2 separate regions of the Sus scrofa genome follow, and region 1 is linked to region 2. Evidence: chromatin contacts called from public Hi-C data. All regions are on one chromosome and are shown on one strand. The core of a region is the stretch at or near the end of the contact, and the rest is flanking DNA. Distances in the headings are between cores, read along the strand shown. Region 1 holds the start of NPEPPS (puromycin-sensitive aminopeptidase). Region 2 holds the start of MRPL45 (39S ribosomal protein L45, mitochondrial).

The links. A called contact is a pair of places that touch in the nucleus more often than the background predicts.
Region 1: a contact with region 2 is called in a Hi-C map of alveolar macrophages, with 1.7 times the contacts expected there. The contact joins the promoter of NPEPPS here to the promoter of MRPL45 in region 2. A contact is called at or near these places in 1 of 5 promoter capture datasets (liver), 15 of 47 Hi-C or Micro-C datasets (alveolar macrophages, embryonic fibroblasts, epiblast stem cells and 7 more) and 2 of 2 datasets of contacts at active chromatin or transcription factors (alveolar macrophages and skeletal muscle).

Annotation. Positions count from the first base shown.
Region 1 is chr12:23,802,861-23,809,816 of Sscrofa11.1, reverse strand. NPEPPS (puromycin-sensitive aminopeptidase) reads right to left here and starts at 4,978. Exons shown (of 23, transcript XM_003131527.5): 1 at 4,470-4,978. The coding sequence starts at 4,730.
Region 2 is chr12:23,764,321-23,770,853 of Sscrofa11.1, reverse strand. It overlaps MRPL45 (39S ribosomal protein L45, mitochondrial), which reads left to right and starts at 4,378. Exons shown (of 8, transcript XM_021067079.1): 1 at 4,378-4,526; 2 at 5,361-5,538; 3 at 6,253-6,370. The coding sequence starts at 4,461.

The DNA.
Region 1 (6,956 bases), core at 3,729-6,228, 38 kb before region 2:
TAGGGAGCAACAAGGCAAAATAAGCAGCATAATCTGAGAGTAAGGAAAACAAAAAAAAAAACTAGTAAATTTTAGGACACAGTTTTGGGTAATCTATGATTATCAGTATCAATGATATGTTCAGATTGCTGTTCAGTATTTAGAAAAAGAAAAAGAAACCTAAACAAACAAACAAACTTAGATTATGAGGATTTTTTTTTTTTTTGTCTTTTTAGGGCCGCACCCGCGGCATATGGAGGTTCCCAGGCTAGGGGTCTAATTGGAGTTGTTGCTGCTGGCCTATGCCAGAGCCACAGCAACACCAGATCTGAGCCACATCTGCGACCTACACCACAGCTCATGGCAATGCCAATCCTGAACCCACTTAGCAAGGCCAGGGATGGAACCGGAAACCTTATGGTTCCTAGTCGGGATTCATTTCCGCTGCGCCACGACGGAAACTCTAATATAGAGTTTTAAAAAATAAATATTTCCATCAAATCAGTACATAAAGTCCAACTGCCTCAAAGGGTAAGCTTCAGATATCTGGAAAATTCACTGAAGAATTCATTGCCAGATGATTCTGGATAAAGCTTACCATACAAAAGTTTCTTATATTTAGGTGTCTCCTCATAGATAAATTTCAAGAAACATGAAAGTCTGAATAGATTAAATTCCTTACGCTCAGTCTTTCAAACTTAAGTTCTTAGGACCATTGAGTGATCGAGTACAAGGCTGGGCAAATTAATTTTATCTTTTTAAGTAATTTAAAAGAACCTGCCAAAATGACTGTGTAGAAAATATGCAAAATTTGGTCAGAAAATTCTGTAACACAGAATTAACAATAACATCCATTTAAGTGCCAAGTTTTAGCCTGCCAAACAATCTACTGTATCTGTAACTCTCCTCTAAGTGCCAATTTAATCATCACCAACATGACTAGCGAAGGCCAGGGATCATTTAGTATATCCTGACTCCTGGCCTTGAAGGATGAAGTTAATTTCTCTGGCACAGGTAAAATATTTCCATAAAGAATTACTATAAAAATCACTATACAGGAGTTCCCGTCGTGGCGCAGTGGTTAACGAATCCAACTAGGAACCATGAGGTTGCGGGTTCGGTCCCTGGCCTTGTTCAGTGGATTAAGGATCCGGCATTGCCGTGACCTGTGGTGTAGGTTGCAGACGCGGCTCGGATCCTGCATTGCTGTGGCTCTGGCGTAGGCCGGGGGCTACAGCTCCGATTTGACCCCTAGCCTGGGAACCTCCATATGCCGCGGGAGCGGCCCAAAGAAATAGCAAAAAAAAAAAAAAAAAATCACTATACACTCATAACTACGAACTGCAGCCACTGATGTAAACTTTTAGTCTATTTTTAATTAATTATCCACAAAGAGACACAATTTGAAATAGCTACAAAAATCTGTTCCTCTCAAATATCCTAATGTAAAGGAAAAGGAATGTCCCATTTCTCTAAGCCTATGATAACATATTTTCAAAACCTGCTGAATGAATTAGACCACACTCACTTATGCAAAAGACAGTCACTTTTTAAATCAGTACACATTGGCTAATTTTCGTCTTCTTCAGGAATCCACACCCCAAATCAGGTTAAAAATCGACTAAGTTTCTAATATGTAACCTGTACAAATACTCTGCACTTATCATAAAATTTTGCAACTAAAGCAACCAAGCAATTTGCATACTTTGTGCAATGTTATTCCAAACTGTTAGAGAACTGGCCCAATACAAGTTATTTTGTCCATATTTCTTTTTTTTTTTTTCTTGCCTTTTCTAGGGCCGGTCCCCCAGCATATGGAGGTTCCCAGGCTAGGTGTCTAATCAGAGCTGTAGCCACCAGCCTATGCCAGAGCCAGAGCAACACCAGATCCGAGCCGCATCTGCAACCTACACCACAGGTCACAGCAACGCTGGATCCTCAACCCACTAAGCAAGGCCAGGGATCGAATCCGCAACCTCATGGTTCCCAATCAGATTTGTTAACCACTGCACCACGACAGGAACTCCATGTCCATATTTAGATATCCACAATCAGATACCACCTAAGCCACAAGTTAAACTTACTGCTCTAAACTATGGATTTCAAAAAAACATCAACACATGCTTTTTACCATTGTTAACTCTTTGCACTACCAAAAACGGCAATGTGTACGAATAAAAAGTGCAATTATCCTTTAATAATAAAAACCTGTTTTTTGTTTGTTTGTTTTAGCGCCGCACCTGCAGCATATGGCAGTTCCCAGGCTAGGGGTCCAACTGGAGCTGCAGCTGCCAGCCTATGTCACAGCCACAGCAATGCCAGATCTGAGCCACGTCACCTACACTACAGCTCATGGCAATGCCGGATCCTTAACCCACTGAGCAAGGCCAGGGATTGAACCTGCATCCTCATGGATACTAGTTGGGTTCATTATCACTGAGCCACAACAGGAACTCCTAAAAATCTGTTAGAATTCACTATCATGCCATCTTTCATCTCTGCTGCCACTTAGTCTGAAAAAAATTTCTGAAAAGAAACTTTGAAAACTTCATGTTACTAAAAAGATTTAATTATTTCCTTGTATCAAATTAAATTAACTAGTCCCTGCTCTTACCTAGTACACTACCATGTGCTCCCTCAATGGCCCAAACCAGTCTTCCACATATTTCTCATTTTTTTTTTCTCATTTCTTTCAAAAAGCAAAAGAAAAAGGGTAAGGAGGAGCATGTCACTGCTTGCTGTTCTTCCCTGACACTTAAAAATGTCACTTCCTAATTAAAAAAAAATCATTTGAAAATATTTTATTGACTTTTTTCTGAAAATTTTCCCTAAATATGTATACCTCTCAAAATTATGAACCCATTATGGGGTAGGTAAATCAACTATTGGGTTAAAGAAACAAATTAGTTTCTTTTTTTTTTTTTTTTTTTAATGTTAGTCTTTTCACATAATGTGAACTCCTTATTGCTGGGAGGATCCTTCTTCTAGAAGGTTTGCCAAGTCACAAGACACTACTGTTTACAATCCCTCCCATCTGCCCCCAGCCAATATATATCAAACACTCTAGTCACTTGGCTTAAATAAACAGTCTCCCAAATAACCTTCTCAAATCCTAATTTAGACCCAAGATGTACTCATTCTGATTCATATTCTTAATGGAAAATTTTAAAATCACCTGACTTACACAGGAGTAAGTTTTGCCTTTTCATGCAGCCAGACCACAGGCCCTCATGCTCTCATATAAGCACCCCAACCTCATAGTACACTTTTTAATTCTGCACTTTTGGACCTATTTCAGTCTGAGTACTCAGCTTTCAAAAACAACTGCCAACTTTCAATTCACTGGAACAACTACATCAGCCTTCATTGCTTTCACTTCACTGATAGATACACCCCGTTCTTTAAGGATGAGGCCTACTGATTTCTCCTCCTGACTGCAGTAGGAAAAGAAATGAAAACAAAATATATTTACCATCATTCTTTTTAAAGATAACTGCTAAACAGTTCCCATTTTTTCATTACAAACTTCACTCAGCACATCATATAACGTGGTGTCACAAATGTCTATTGTCCCGGACCTTTGTAGAGCATCAATACTAGAGGTCTCCAAAATCAAACAATACTTTAGATAATCTGCGGGGGAAGGGGCGGGGGGAAGCATGATTCACCAAAAACTGCAATGAAGAGTAATGGAATATTTTCACCGGTGGTATGCTAAAACTAATAGCCTCTTTCAGAGGACGGTACTGCTAAGCAACCTTCGCTTGTAGCAATACATCCACCTGCTTCAAAGGCTGCAAAGCTAGGAAGATGGGAGGAAAAGCGGAGAAGGGGTCCTCCTTCGGCTTCTCTAGAGGTTAGGAGAACAAAGTCACTGCTGCACTGTCACTGGAGGGGAAGGGGAAGGGGGAGGGGGCGGATCATCTTAGAAACCCAGCCCCTGGGCCGGAGCAGGCGGGGAGAACTCGGCAAGGCTGCCCGGGATTAACATTCTCCTTCTCACTCTCTTCCCCCTTCTAGAATCTCTCTGCCGAGCTAACGCGCGGCAGCCGGGAGTCCCAGACGACCACCCCTTCCAATGTGTCCTCCGTGGGGCGTGAGGAGAACGAGAGAAAAGAACTGAGTCAGGAGGCCGAGCGGAGACTCTGATGACTCCTCTGGCCTCCCCAACACCCTCCAGCCTCTCCCACAACACTAGCCAGCCTGGAAGGGCCGGGGTCGGGGGGAACCCCACACAGGTGTGCTGTGGGTTCCCGCGGCGCTCCCCGCAACGAGGCCCTAGTCCTAGCCCAACAGGGCAGAGCACACCCGCCCGGGCGCCCCCCGGCCGCCCCAGAGGGGCGCGCCGGTCCCCAAGCCGGCCTCCCCCAAACCCAGGCCCGCAGAGGCCAGGCCCGCCCGCCCGCCGGGCCAGGCCCCCAGCCCAGCCCGCGGGCGCGGCCTAACCGCTTGCCCGGCAGCTCGCCTCCGGCGTCCGAGGGTCGCCGTACCTGGGCGGCGGCCTCCAGCTTGCCCTCGAAGGTGAAGTCCAGCAAGTCGGGCTTGAGGCAAAGGCTGTAGTTAATGGGGGAGACATCGGCAGGCAGCCGCTCGAAGGGCCTCTTCTCCGGCATCGCGGCGAGGCCCAGGCTGTGGAGGCGGCGGCGGCGGCGAGAGGAGCGGCTGAGGAGGAGAAGGAGGAGGGGAGGAGGCGGAGGGCCGAGGAAGAGCAGGCGGCGAGCGAGGGAGGGGGCGGCGGCTGCCAGCCACATCCACCGAGCGCGGGCGACCGCCTGAGGAGAGCGACTGGGAGAGCCTGGGGGCGGGGGAGAGACCCAGCCCGAGCGCCAGGGGCCGGGAGGGAGGCAGTGCGGGCGGGCGGGCGGGCTGGCGGGCCGGCTGCCTACGGGGAAGGGGGCGGAGGGGAGGGAAGGGGAGGAGGGCCAGCAAGGAGGGAGGGAGGCGGCTGCGGCGGCAGCAGCTGCGTGCGCGGCCCCGCCGGGCGGGCGCGCCTCCGCCCGGTGTGCGCGCGCGCGCTGGAGCAGGGGGTGGGGCGGCGAGGGCTCGGCCGGCGGAGCGGGAGAGTGCGGGGTCGCGGGCGCGCTCTGGGGGCGGGAGGCGGCTCCTGGCGCTGCACCTGTCTGCATGCTGCGGCATACAGACCGTTTGAGAGGCAGGAGGCGCCCGGACGGGTTTGAGAAGCCGAGGGAAAGCCCTGAGTTGCCCCCTCACCACGCCGAGCTGGCTTTGGAAATTGAAGCCTATGCGGGTTGATCAGTGCAGTCAGGCCACAATGTTAAAAATCAATTCAGAGCAAAACCCCAAACTAGATTTTTAACCTCCAGATCAGCAGAGAGCCTTGATTGGAGCCTCTTTGGCCATAACTATTTCTGTTAAGTCACAATTTCACGGAATGATAGGAAAAGTTTTGTTGGAAAACTTCTAATAATCCATATTACTGGAACCAATGCGATTTGGACCTTTGAGAGATTTCAAAAGTTAGATTTTTGTTTCCATGATTTAATGTTCAAAAATAAGGTATGTTTCACCTTTTTCCCCCCTGCTTTCATCTTTGTTTCCGCTTTTTTTTAAATAAAATACCCTTTACCAATTGTGGACTCCTTAAAGGTGTATTGTGGTTCCCTCAGTTTTGTAGCTATCTCACAAATTAAGGTATATGTTTTTTAGTATAAATGTATATTAATTAGGGAGTTCCCACTATGGTGTAGTGGGTTAAGGATCCCTCTGCAGGAGTTCCTGCTGTGGCAGAAAGAGAAGGGCAGGGTCTCTGCACCCCCAGGACACAGGTTCGATTACCAGCCCCAAACTGAGGGTTAAATTATTCAGCATTGCCTCAGGTGCAACATAGCTCACACCTGCAGCTCCAATCTGATCTCTGGCTGGTAACTCCATGTGCCTGCATGGGGAAAAGAAAAAAGGAAAAAAAAAAAGAACCCAACTACAGCAGCGCAGTGGATTAAAGGACCTTGCAGAGCTGCTCAGTCCCTGGCCCAGGAACTTCCATATGCCTCAGGTGCCCATGAAAAAAATGTATGTGTGTGTGTGTGTGTGTGTGTGTGTGTATGTATATATTTAAATGTGTACGTATTCAAATACATATTTTAAGGTGTCAGGATACCCTCATAAAGGATCCCCATATTCCTTTATAGAACCTTCTTATGTAGAACCCCTTAATTTTCAAAACTCAGTGCTGAAAGTTGTACTGGACCAGCATTGTCCGATAGAAATATTATGTGGCAGAGTTTCCTTGTGGCACAGCGAGTTTAGGATCCGACTTTGTCATTGCCATGGTTTGGGGTCACTGCTGTGACGCGACACGGGTTCCATCCCTGGCCTGGGTACTTCTACTTGCCAGACTCGGCCAGAAAAAAAAAAAAGAAAGAAATATAATGTGATGGAGTTCCTGTCATGGCGCAGTGGTTAAAGAATCCGACTAGGAACCATGAGGTTGCGGGTTCGATCCCTGCCCCTTGCTCAGTGGGTTGACGATCCGGTGTTGCCGTGAGCTGTGGTGTAGGTTGCAGACGCGGCTCGGATCCTGCTTTGTTGCTGTGGCTCTGGCGTAGGCTGGCAGCTACAGCTCCGATTAGACCCCTAGCCTGGGAACCTCCATATGCCGTGGGAGCGGCCCAAGAAATGGCAAAAAGACAAAAAAAAAAAAAAAAAAAATGTGAGGCAGCAGCTAAGTAACTGTAAATTTTCTAGTAGCCACATCAAAAGAAAGGAAAAAGGTAAAACTGATACATATTATATAACCCAATATAGCCAAAGTATTATCATTTCAATATGTAACCAATGTAAAATATTAATGAGATTTTTTTTTCTGTTAGAAGGCTTTGAAATCCACTGTATATTTTACACTTACCGCACATTTCAATTTTTTTTTTTTTTGTCTTTTTGCCTCTTTCTAGAGCCACACCCGGGGCATATGGAGGTTCCCAGGGTAGGGGGTCCAATCGGAGCTACAGCTGCCGGCC
Region 2 (6,533 bases), core at 3,129-5,628:
GGATACCGCACTAGGGTGGACTCCGGGGTCATGGATGTTATCTGTGTCCAGCACAAAGAACAGTTACTAGGACTCTGCTAGGCTCCACATATATTCCTTCCAGGGCTATCATGAGGCTTGAAAGCAGTTACCATGACTAACCAGAATGGGAACATGTGGTAACTCCCTTAATGAGTTAATAACAAGTCTATGAATTAGGTACTTAATTACTCCTTTTCTTTTCTTTAGTATTTTTTAATTGTAGTTGATTTACAATGTTCTGTCAATTTCTGCTGCCCAGCAAAGTGACCCAGCCATACATCCATATACATTCTTTTTTTCACATTATCCTCCATCATGTATCACAACTGATCAGATATTGTTCCCTGTGTTTAATTACTCCTTTTTTTTTTCTTTTTTTAGGGCCTCACCTGCGGTTCTCAGGCTAGGGGTCGAATAGGAGCTGAAGCGTCTGGCCTATGCCACAGCCACAACAACGCCAGATCCGACCCGAGTTTGCTACCTACACCACAGCTCATGGAAACCCCAGATCCTTAACACACTGAATGAGGACAGGGGCAAAACTGGCATCCTCATGCATACCAGCTGGGTTCATTACTGAACCACAATGGGAACTCCCAATTACTCCTTTTCTCTAGTGAAGAAAAGAGGTGGAGCTAAGACGTAAATTCATGCACTATAACATTCTTTTTTGTTTGTTTGTTTTTGCTTTTTAGGGCCGCACTCACAGCATATAGAGATTCCCAGGCTAGGGGTCCAATCGGAGCTACAGGTACCGGCCTACATCACAGCCACAGCAACGCCAGATCTGAGCCGCATCTGTGACCTACACCACAGCCCACAGCAACACCAGATCCTCAACCCACTGAGCGTGGCCAGGGATCCAACCAGCATCCTCATGGATCCTAGTTGGGTTCATTAACTGCTGAGCAACCACGGTAACTCCCATGCACCATAACATTCTTAACCACTAGGAGAGAGCCGTAGAGAGTCAACTCTCCTAGGGGCAAAGAAGCTCTGCTAACATTGTTAGCTAAAGATCAGTTGAGGATATTTCTTAGAAAGTCAAAATTCTTGGTTTCTTCTATGTCACCTTATCTCGGACAATTCACTTCTTTTCCTCTTCATGCTCTCACTCAAGGGAGGGAACTACAATATAAACATATGGCAAGCCTATTATTTGCTTCAATCCAAGTATCATACTGTCGCTGCATTGTTTGGGGGATTTTTTTTTTTGGCGCTGCCCTCGACATGCAAAAGTTTTTGGGCCAGGGATCAAACCTGAGCCACAGCATGGCAGCACTGAATCCCTAAATGCTAGGCCACCAGAAAGCTCCTCGTACTGTTTATTGTAATCAATAAACATATTGTTATCAGATTCTTCCAATTCTCCAGAAGGATTTTCCTTGTTTAAATCAACTGTGCCTCAGAGTTCCTATCTTGGCTCAGCGGAAACAAATCCGACTAGGAACCACGAGATGGTGGGTTCGCTCCCTGGCCTCACTCAATGGGTTAAGGATTCCGCGTTGCTATGGCTGTGATGTAGGCCAGCAGCTGTAGCTCTGATTGGACCCCTAGCCTGGGAACCTCCATACACCAAGGGTACGGCCCTAAAAAGCAAAAATAAGGAGTTCCCGTCGTGGCTCAGTGGCTAATGAATCCAACTAAGAACCATGAGGATGCGGGTTTGATCCCTGGCGTTGCTCAGTGGGTTAAGGATCCGGCGTGGCTGTGAGCTGTGGTGTAGGTCGCAGACACAGCTTGGATCTTAGTTGCTGTGGCTGTGGTGTAGGCCGGTGGCTACAGCTCCGATTAGACCTCTAGCCTGGGAACCTCCATATGCCAATGGTTCGGCCCTGGAAAAGGCAAAAAGACAAAAAAAAAAAAAAAAAAGCAAAAATAAATAAACAAATGAACTGTGCCTCTCCTAGAATGTCAATTACTAGGCAGAATTTCAGAGTTTCTAATTTTTGATATCCTATCTGCCACAGGGCAGGTGGGGGGAGAGTGCAAATATTGCACATATCTCACTGCTCATGGGCTATCCTATTTTCTTTGGATCCACTTTAATTTCAATAAGACAAAAAGATTCCAGGAACTCCCTGTATTTAGAGAAACAGGAAATCAACTTTGCCTTCTGCCTAACCATATTTTATCTGGGATTCTAGTGATCTATTTATTGAATAAATATTTGACTATTTACTACGTGCAAGACTGTTCTTTGCAAGGCTGAGCCCTAACCACCTTATTCCTTCCTCTAATGACACAGTGGGTTTCCTTTTCTTGCTCTTACCTTGCTTCTCCTGAAAGTGAGCTACTGGGGTTGTAGGATTAAGAAATATTCTTTTTTTTTTTTTTTTTTTGGCTTTTCTGGGGCCACACCCACAGCATATGGAAGTTCACAGGCTAGGGGTCCAATCGGAGCTGTAGCTGCCAACCTACACCACAGCCACAACAAAGTAAGATCCTTAACCCACTGAGCGAGACCAGGGATCAAACCTGCAACCTCATGGTTCCTAGTCAGATTCGTTAACCACTGAACCATGACAGGAACTCCAAGAAATATTCTTTTAGTGTCACGTCCCCAGCAGACAGCTCCCAGTTGTCCATGGAGTTAATGAGATGGGAAGATAATATGAATTTTCCAAAAGAGCAGCTAATAAAGCCCACTTGTAATTCATCTCAGAATGAATTAACCGAGATTGACTCCCCTTATTTCATTCAGGTTGATATGGAACAAGTCTTCATTCCCTGAAAAATTGATTAGAGGGCAGGCAAAGATGATATGGGATGTGTTGGCTACCATGTAAATCAAACATAAAACTCAACAGTGAAGCAGATAATCCCAGATAGACTATATCAGTGTTCCATATTAATAACCATTCGTCACGGAGTAGAATTTCTTCGCTTTGTCAGGAAAACCAGTGGAGAAAAAAGTTCATGTTTGGAGTTCCCATTATGGCTCAGCAGAAATGAATCCAACTAGGAATCATGAGATTTCAGGTTCGATCCCTGGCCTCACTCAGTGGGTTAAGGATCTGGCGTTGCCCTGAGCTGTGGTGTAGTTTGCAGACGCAGCTTGGATCTGGTGTTGCTGTGGCTGCGGTATAGGCCAGGGGCTACAGCTCCAATTCCAATTCGACCCCTAGCGGGGGACCTTCCATATGCTGCAGGTGCAGCCCTAAAAAGACCAAAAAAAAAAAAAAAAAAAAAAAGGAGTTCCCGTTGTGGCGCAGTGGTTAACGAATCCGACTAGGAACTATGAGGTTGAGGGTTCGGTCCCTGCCCTTGCTCAGTGGGTTAACGATCCGGTATTGCCGTGAGCTGTGGTGTAGGTTGCAGACGCGGCTCGGATCCCGCGTTGCTGTGGCTCCAGCGTAGGCCGGTGGCTACAGCTCCGATTCAACCCCTAGCCTGGGAACCTCCATATGCCGCGGGACGCGGGAGCGGCCCAAGAAATAGCAACAACAACAACAACAACAAAAAAGACAAAAAAAAAAAAAAAATTAATTGGCAAAATGAGATAAAACCGTAAAGTTAAGTATAGAAAGTGTTTGCCTTTCGGCAATGATTACTGAAGCAGTACAAGGTAGCAGTCAGTGAATGGGTTCTAGAATTAGACTGCTTGAACGTGAATCCCAATTCTTCTAGTTCTTAGCTGTGTGACCTTAGAAAAATTACATAATTTCTGTGCTGCCCAAGTTCATATGTAAACGAGTATTACTCCTACGTTGATGATTGAGTAAATAAATGTAAAATGCTTAGCGAATTGCCTGGCAATGCCTAAGCAAGTGCTACAGGTACCTCTGTACCTCCGTCCCAAAAAGACAGATGTTTTTATCAGTCCATGCGTCTTTTGTTTCAATAAACACAATAGTCATTAACTACCTTAATTTGATGGTAAGAAAGACTATTATCCTTCACACGGTACAGATTGGGAAAACTATATTATTCCATATAAATACTATATTGTTAACTCCGCCTTAAGGTTGTCCGAGGACGGACCCAGACCCAGAACCCAGTCATTTTTGCCATTCCTAAGATCCAAGTAGGCACTGAAGAAAAACACTTGTCTCAGAAGAGAAACAGCTTCTCATTCTTCACGGACTAGAAGCAAGGTGCAGCAACGTGCCAATTTTACAGGAAGGGAGTAACTCCCGGCCGCCAGAACGCCTGGTGCGCAAGCGCAGCTCTGGCTCCGCGCCCTCCGCTTGGCGCGTGACAACCGTGCTTCCCCCTGCCCCCAACGCCGTCTTACCACGCAGGCGCAGCCCTACTCCACTCCCCCACCCCGCCCCCCTCCCAGACGTGCACGTGCGCGTTCGCGCCTCTCGCACTTTGGAGGAGGGCGCGCGCCCTGGAAAATTCCACGGCCGCGCTAGCTCCACCCTTTGCGCCTTCTTTCCTGCCCCAGGCGCATCACTTTCAGTCTCCATCCCAGCTGCCTTTGCGCGAGCAAAATGGCAGCCCCCGTAACACGGGGCTTGTCTTGCTTACCCAGGGTTTTAGGATGGTGGTCTCGGCAGGTGGGTAGGGACGGGGGTGGATAGGACTCTTGGGGCTGGAGGAGTAGGAGAGAGTAGAGAGAAATACTCGCTTTGCAGTTGTCCTTCGTGAGTTTGGATGATATGAGTCGTACCTAGGCTAGGGAAGAGTTGAGGTAAACGGGACACAGCTACTGAGCTGTGTGGCTGAGTGGTGAGAGCCTCGGTATGGCCATGAGAGCGAGCAGTTTCTCGAGGATTAAGGTTTCTCCCGTTAAGTCTGGGTCAGACGAGCGTGAAGGTGTTAAAGGGGAGAGAATGGTTTGGAAGGTGGGCTCGCTTCCCTTTTATTTTTATAAATATTTCAATTGCACAGTGGCTGTACAGGAGAGAGTCTCGTACCTGCCTGAAGAAACCTCATGATCAGAGAGAAGAAACCTGGCCTTTGAAAGGGTTATTGATCACTTAGGAGCTAGAGCGACAGAGTAAAGTTTACAGTGAGGCTTTCAATAGAATGTAATCTGAGTAAATGTAGAGGAGATACCAAAGAGTTGGTGTTTAAGTTCCCCATCAGACTGAATGTTCTTTGAAAGCAAAAGCCTTGCTTTCATCAACTCTGCATCCCAGGGGTTTGGCATAGTCCTGTGCCATGGAAAGTACTAAAGGAAAGCCATGCGTAAACATTGGGTTGTGTTAGTAAAGTTACTTACTGCCTTTTAGTAAGGGACAGCCATAATTGTTAAGATAGTAGTGCATTTCCCCTTGTGACATGTGGCTTTATAATTGTTCCTAAGTCATTTTTTGGATGTGCCCTTTCTATCTCTGCTTAGAATTTGTGCAAGATTGATTATCTAACCTTTTTCTGCTATCCTCCAGCCAGTCTTGGTGACTCAGTCCACAGCAGTAGTTCCAGTGAGAACTAAAAAACGTTTCACACCCCCTACCTATCAACCCAAGTACAAATCAGAGAAGGAGTTTGTAGAACATGCCCGGAAAGCAGGACTGGTCATACCTCATGAACGTTTGGAGCGCCCCATACATCTAGCCTGTACAGGTGAGACATGGTATTTCTGAGACCCAGACCCAGTCCCCTTTTGTCAGAGATTTTCTTGGAGAGTAGAATGATTTGGCCTATGATTTTTTGTTTTTTGTTTTTTTTGGCTTTTTGTCTTTTGGCAATTTCTTGGGCCACTCCTGCAGTACATGGAGGTTCCCAGGCTTAGGGTGGAATCAGAGCTGTAGCCACCAGCCTACACCAGGGCCACAACAACTCGGGATCTGAACCATGTCTTCGACCTACACCACAGCTCACAGAAATGCCAGATCCTTAACCCACTGAGTGAGGCCAGGGATCGAACCCACAATCTCATGGTTCCTAGTCAGATTCGTCAGCCACTGAGCCATGACGGGAACTCCTTATTTGGGCTATGATTGAGAGCATTTAATTAACCACAGATTAAGTTCAGCTTCAATAATTAACATACACTACATTTTATGAGGTTATCTTTGACTGTGCTTTTAAATTATTCATTGAAGTGGCCTTTTACCTGGCGGGTAAAACTTCTCCATTTTGTATAAGAAGAAGCTCTGAGAGAAGACTAAAATTACCTTATTCTACTTTTTCTAATGCAGCATAAAACCTTCTACACGGGAAGTCTATTTCATTAGTCTGTTTTGTATCCAGAAGGGCTCCCAATTTTTTTTATGACCTCAAGATGACTTTTTCTCAATCTTTCAATGCTTTCTTAGTTTTCTCCTCTCTTTACAGCTGGTATCTTTGATGCCTATGTTCCTCCTGAGGGTGATGCCCGGATATCATCTCTTTCTAAGGAAGGACTGGCACAGAGAGCTGAGCGACTGAAGAAGAATGTGGCCTCACAATTGTCGTAAGTGTCTGAGATAGCTGGGGGTCACTATTAGAATAAAAATTTCTTGGCATTCCCACCGTGGTGCAGCAGAAACGAATCTGGCTAGGAACCATGAGGTTGCGGGTTCGATCCCTGGCCTGGCTCAGTGGGTTGAGGATCCGGCATTGTTATGAGCTGTGGT